Regions from separate parts of the Sus scrofa genome. Here region 2 is linked to region 1. The links are chromatin contacts, called in public promoter capture Hi-C maps. All regions are on one chromosome and are shown on one strand. Each heading gives the region's core, a stretch centred on a gene start, on an enhancer-like site or on the middle of the called end of the contact. The rest is flanking DNA. Distances are from core to core; before and after follow the strand shown.

Region 1 (3,360 bases), core at 424-2,923:
TGACCATGTTATAAATAATTCAAGCAAAAAATATCAAAGGACCTTTGGGTGAAAAAATCGATTAAGGTGAAAAATTATTCACACAATCTCTGTCTTACCACAGAATATCTTTTATTTACAAAAGGAAAAAAGTTACCTTTACAATAGAAAGTCTAGTGGACACCACCTTAACCAAATGATCAAACTTAACATCTCCAATGAACATCAACATAAAATGCTTCCTGATAAATATATAATATATATACACAGTTCACTAAGAATGGAATATCACTTATGTAATATTATTACCAAAATACTTAACCTGAATCTAGTCATGGTGGTTGGGGGAGGGGGGGAATCAGACAACTCCAATTTGAGGAACATTCTTCAAAACAACAGGTCTGGACTCTTAAAAGACAAAAAATGGCAGGAGGGCAAGGGAACTGTTCCAGACTAAAAGGGACCAAAGGCCAGTAAATGTAATAATGCACTTTTTCCATCCAGTGTCGATAAGGAGGAAGCAGCTTTAAAGGACAACTTTGAAAGTTCGAATATGAATTGTATATTAGGTAATAACATGTATCAATGTTAGGAATTTCCCAAAATTAACTGCAAAAAATGCTGCGATAACTGCATTGTGATCACGTAGAATATTTAAGTCTCATGGGTTAATCATCATGATGTATATACATGGTTCAGCAAATGGTTCGGCAAAGTAAAGAAAAAAAGAAAAAGTGTGCATATAAAAAGAGGTTAGAAATGTTTAAAAAGAAAAAAGTGACTCGCTCAATTCACGTACAGTGTTTAACATTAGAGGGCAATTATGCTTCCGGTACAAACACGTAGTAAGCAGCAGATCTGCATTTTAAAAATAACATTTACAAAGCGTAACGATATTTTTCTTCGTAAAATGACAAATGGGGGGGAAGATCGCTCTCCCCCCTTTATGTAATTTCTATCTAAAGGCATAAAACAGGCAGAACGGTTCTCTGCCAGCACAGGTGTACAGAATGAAGCGTTTATCTTGATACCTCAGGCGGCATCTTCAACCTTGGGACCTAGGACAGAGACCGAGGGGTGGGAAGGGACAAGAAGGCCGAATTTCCACGGCGTACAGGTGCGCATACAGGTGTGGGCCACTGTTCAAGGCCGGCCTGTTGTCGCTTCCGAAAGAAACTTATAGCTCCCTCTAACATCTTCGCTCTCAATCAGCCTCTCACCACCCTCACCCCAAGCTCTAATCCCAACCTGAAAGCAATGAGCCTCTGGAACGCCGCGAACCCGACTTGCAACATTTCCTGCTCCTTTCTGACGCTAGCAAGTCAAACCAGACGACCCTGCCTGCTCACTTACCACCGCGCCCCCTTGGGGGCCATTCGGAGCTGTATCCGCCATGCGGGGCTCACACGCGCGCCTGGGACGCTGCAATCGGCAAGAGTAAAGAAAGAAGGAAGGTCAGCGCCTGGGCTACGACTCTGGGAGCCGGCTTCCCTGCCCCGTGCCAAAGCTCGCCGCTTCGGTGCAGCGGACAGTCCCGCAGGGCTCCCGCAGTGTCCGGGAAATACCTGTCCCGCACAGCCAAGCTCAAAAGCTGGGTTTCTAGAAAGAACGAATCGAAGGCGGAGCTTCGGAACAAGGCCCTACAAGACCGATCCAACGCACCCGGCTCCAAGTTAATTGCCGAACCCGGAAGTGCTCCCTTTACTTCCGTGGGGAAGATGCGGTGACGCAGAGAGGAAACCCGAAGGGGTGCCCTGAGGCATGACGGGAAGTGTAGTTTTTCTGGTTTCGGCTCGGCTTCCCTCATCGTGCACGCCCATTGATTGGCTCTGTAAGCTAAGAAGCAAGGTTGGCGACACAACTTTTCTCTCATCGTCAGCTCACAGGTTGTTCTTCCTGCCCATGGCCAAACCACATAGTCTCTCTGCTTCCTAATATAGATGCCTTATAGGTGTTTAATTTGCTGTTTTCTTCCAGGGGCTCGCGAGGCCCTGTGGTCTGCTTCTAAGGTTGATTCTTTCAATGAGCAATTCTTGAGACCTACTATGTGACAGGCTCCATACTTGGCAGGGAAGATAAAAAGATGATTATGAGACTGCCGCAGAGATACGTAAACTGAAATTACAGCACAGTACTTGTGTAATATGCACAGAGCCCGAGTTAATCACAGGGAGCACATAGAGAAGACCTGAATCTGACAGGTCCCGGAAGGGTTCCTGGAAAATCGAATTCTGGCCCTAAGTTTTGAAGGACAAAGAAAAGTTGGCTAGGTTGGGGAGGAGATTCCAGACAGCAGCAGAAAGTGCTGGAAACAAAAGGGCCACAATGAAGGTGCCTGTGTGTGTGTGTGTGTGTGTGTGTGTGTGTACATGCACACGCAAGATTTGAGCTAGAGAGGCTAAACATTCTCTAAAGAATTTTTTTTTCTTTTTCTTTTTAGGGCCACACCTGTCACATATGGAAGTTCCCAGGCTAGGAGTTGAATTGGAGCCGAAGCACTGGTCTCCACCACAGCTGGATCCTAGCCAGGTCTGTGACCAACACCACATGTCACAGCAACGAGGGATTCTTAATCCACCGAGCAAGGCCAGGGATCCAAGCCGACTCCTCATGGATACTAGTTGGGCTTATTACTGCTGAGCCACAATGGGAACGCCCTCTCTAAAGAAATTGTTGACAGAATATTTACTCTAAATCTAATCCAGCCCATCTAGACCTAATTTACCATTTATAAAAATGTGAGGAGACAGAGTACCACGTCAAACAACATCATGAGACAAAAATCAAAATGCAGTATCTTCTACAAAATAATTGGCCTGGACCCTTCAAGAAGTATCATTTTAAAGTGTGGGAGAATTATTTCAAATTAAAAGCATGTACAAAGTCATAGCAGCCAAGTACATGGTTTGATTGTCTAGATTCTAGGTTGGGAAATAGCAATAAAAGAAATTTGGGGATAATTATAGACATTTGATTATGGGATGATATTAGAGGATATGTAGTTATTGTTAATTTTTTTTGAGGGGTATATGACTTAGAGGCAAAGTTTCAGGATGTGACATATTCAAAAGTTTCAGCAAATTAAAATCTAGGTAAAAGAATGGACAGATCAAACAAAAGCAAATGTGGAGAGATATTAATAATTGTTAAGTCAAGATGGAAAAGATAAGTATTCATTCTGTTATTCTCTGATTTCATCTCTGTGTTCAAATTTTCCATATTAAAATTTTTTAGAAGAGAATAGAATTTTGTAGTAGCAATATAATGCTTTCTGAGGTTTTTTAATTTTTTAAAGAATAGTTGATTTACAGTGTTCTGTCAATTTCTGCTGTATAGCAAAGTGATTTAGTCATATGTATATGTACATTCTTTTTCTCATAT
Region 2 (3,360 bases), core at 598-3,097, 620 kb before region 1:
CAGACATACATAAAACAGATTGCTCTACAGAAAACACAGGTAATCTCAGAAACTCCATTCAGTTGTTATTTGTCAATAAGCAGAACTGAACTTCATTTGAGGGCCCATAGAAATTACAAAGGTGACTGCTCATAAATCAAATTCTGTCATGCTACTGTGCACTGATTTTGAATAAAAACTGGTTCTAGCTTTAAATAAAATTACACCTAAATAAAATTAACTGTAAAAGCACTGCATTTTCTCTGGTTTCTGTTCACTAACTTTCAACACTGATTTCTTTTCTTTTTTCTTATCCTTGTACTTACCCTTTTAATTTTTTTCAGACTCATGTTCATCAAGCCAGAGGGAGTCTGCTTTATACAAGGAGATGCTGGACCTGGAAGGAATAAAAAGGGCCAGTGATGATTATCCTAAAAAGTCTGTGTGCTCATTTCTTAGATAACCATACTCATAAATCAAGATCATCACTGAAATAAACACATGTATCTTGAATCCTGATTTACTCTGCAATGTTTCATGAACACAAGAAACACATTTTCTTTGTTCTAATCCTGGCCTCTGAATCAGGGCCAAGTAGAGTGGGTTCTTCATAAATATGCATTGACGGCCTGACTCAGTATTAACGTAGGGCAGGGCTCTGATTAGCAAATGTTACCTGCAGAAGGCAGAGGACATACCAGAAATGGAGATAAGATGCTATTAGCAGGTTTTATTTTATTTTGTTTTTCTTTTCTTGAGGCTTGGGGATAATCGCTTATCTCTCTATTCAAACTTTTCCCAATCTCTCCCTTCAGGACCTGAAGGCAGTTCACATTAAAGACCTTTTCCACTGGGTGCTGGAGGAAAAGCACAAGATGAGAGAAGCAAATTGCTTCAACTCAACTTACTCCTTTCCTGCCGTTTCCACTGCTAACCAGAACCTATATAAAACCTTATATTCTAACTTAAAGATGAAATTAGCAGTAAGTAAAAAACACTGTGCTTGTTTTGATAACATGCTAGATCTCTGTATACAAAATAAAAGGTAAAGAGGTTACAAATATCTCTAGGATATGGGGTAAATTAAAATGTTTATGGGATTTTATAGTAGGACCTCTTCTCTTTTCAGGTAAAACTACTGCTCCCAACTTCCTGCAATGTTTGACTAAAAGCAAAAACACAAACCACAAAAGTCTTATTTGAACCACCTGGCCTAATAGTTGATTTTAATGCTCGTCCAGAGCGTTGTCAGACTGCAGACCACGCACTAGCGAGACGCAGGAGGCCACTTGGAGGCCGGCCCTAGACGCGCAGGGGCACCGCGGGCAGGAGGAGCACCAGCGCCGAGAGACCCGGGCTTCAACGCCTGTTGCGCGCATACCAGGCGAGGAAACAAGTGCGACTCAGGCTGCAAGGGCTGCTGGAGGTGCGGAAAGGCTAGAATTTCACGAAGGCGGCGCACACGCGGTCCCTCTTCCACTGCTCGGGCAGGAACTTAACCCTTGGCTGCCCAGCCCCTTTCGCCCCTCTCCTGCCCTCTCACACCCAGCCCCACTTTCCAGACCAAGGGCCACTCCATTGTTACTTGAAGGTAGGGGGAGGGGATTGCGAGAATGCGGGAGCTGGAGCACCCCTTCCTCCCTGGCCAAGACTTGCAAGAATCAGAAAGGTGTTGAGAAAGGACCCGGAGAACCGAACCCGCGGGGTGGAGCGAGGGCGCCTGGGGTGGAGGAGACCCGCAGCGTCCCCATCCCAACCACAGCAGTGGTACGACCCAAGGAGGGGCGGAGCGGAGGGCCTCTCCAGGGTCTCTCCCCGCCCCGTCCCGCCTTCCAGGTCGCGCTGCCGCTGGAGCGAGTGAGCGCGCGCCCCGAGGATCCCTCCCCCGAAGATCCCTCCCCCGGCGCTGGCGCTGGAGCTCCGCCTCTCGCTGAGCCTCCCCCTCCGCGGGTGCAGGCAGAGCTCGCTCTGCTCTGCGGACGCCGCCGCCTTCGTTGCCTTTATCTTCCCCTGCAGATTTGCGAGGGCCGCGCCCCGCAGCGGCGCTGCCCTGGGCGGGCGGCTGGGCCCGCGCGGCTTTTGAGTGCTCGGAGCGGCTCAGCCAGGTCCCCCTCCCGCGGGGCGCCGTGACAGGTGCAGAGTCCGGTCTGAAGACCCACCTGCGGCGATCGCCGCGATGCCCACCATGCGGAGGACTGTGTCGGAGATCCGCTCCCGCGCAGAGGGTGAGTGGCCGCCGCAGTGCCGGGCTGCTTGCAGAGCGCACGGGAGCGGCTCGGGGCCAGCCTGAGGTCGGGCGGGTGTGTGTGTGTGTGTGTCTGTGTGTCTGTGTGTGTGTCTGTGTGTGTGTGTAAGTGTGTGTGTGTCGGGGAAGAGATGCCCCGTCCCAGCTCTTTACCCCAGGAAAGTCTGGCTGTTGTGCCTGGTCCCTGGTGAACCCTTCTCCCTGCGCCGCCTCCAGTGCCCTCGCAGACACCTTCCCTGCTGCAGAGCCCCGAAATTGGTGTCTTCGGCGGGATCCCCAGGGCTCGCTTTACACCGCAGCGTGACTCTTCCGTCTCTGTCACCCAGCGCTCTCGCCCAGCCCACCTCCCTTCTCACTAGCGCACGAATCTCTCCGTCTCCACTCTGCTTCTCCATTCCAGGGAACAGATCCCCAGCCGGCCGCCCACCTTTTTGCAGCCCCCACATCACGGTTCCCGGGAAAGCAAATTTGCCTTTCCCAGGCGGCAGGATCTTTTGATCCACAGCCCCTCGCCTCTCTAAGCGGGAGGAGCCTTATTTGGGGTTGGGTGCTCAGCGAGAACCGTGCATCACATTCTGCAGTTCTGCCTCCTGCAGCAACGGAGTCTTACCCAGTTCCCCTCAGGTGTCTGAGGTTTTGGTTTTCCCTTCGCTTGATACCTGCACTTTGGCCAGCTGAGCTGACTTTTTAGTAGGTGGAAGCTGTTTTCTTTGCTCCACCCAGGGCCAGCTGTTGAATGGCTGCACTTGTCAGCAGCGAGCAACAGATGCCCGAGGGTAAAGGCAAGTAAGCTTTTGAAGGACTGAGACTTTCTTCATCCTCTCTGAGGAGCCCTCAGCATTCTGCCTGGCACATGACAGTCACTGGGTAAATATTTTCTTCATTTTGCTTATGGCAAAACCAAGATTGTACAGATCTCAAGTTTTGTTTTCTTTTGTTTTTTTCTCCCCGAAGCCCATCCTTGAACCCTACAAAGGTTGGCATAGCATTGCTATCATCACTGATGTCCATCCTTCACCCCCAATCCCCTCTCCATTCTTTAATGTTTGGCAGGTGGTTTTAGGAAGAGATATAGAAGTTAGGAAAATTGGATTGCAGGGGTTTGAGATCGGCCATTTTATTATTTTTCCTCCTCG

The links. Promoter capture Hi-C pulls out the DNA fragments that hold promoters and counts their contacts.
Region 2: a promoter capture Hi-C map of fetal liver shows a contact between it and region 1, with 2.3 times the contacts expected there. The contact joins the promoter of ATP8A1 here to the promoter of TMEM33 in region 1. A contact is called at or near these places in 1 of 5 promoter capture datasets (fetal liver) and 1 of 47 Hi-C or Micro-C datasets (liver).

Annotation. Positions count from the first base shown.
Region 1 is chr8:33,010,882-33,014,241 of Sscrofa11.1, reverse strand. It overlaps TMEM33 (transmembrane protein 33), which reads right to left and starts at 1,673. Exons shown (of 8, transcript NM_001244343.1): 1 at 1,642-1,673; 2 at 1,333-1,401. The coding sequence starts at 1,374.
Region 2 is chr8:33,635,786-33,639,145 of Sscrofa11.1, reverse strand. ATP8A1 (phospholipid-transporting ATPase IA) reads left to right here and starts at 1,847. Exons shown (of 39, transcript XM_021101159.1): 1 at 1,847-2,204. The coding sequence starts at 2,156. It also overlaps LOC100515559.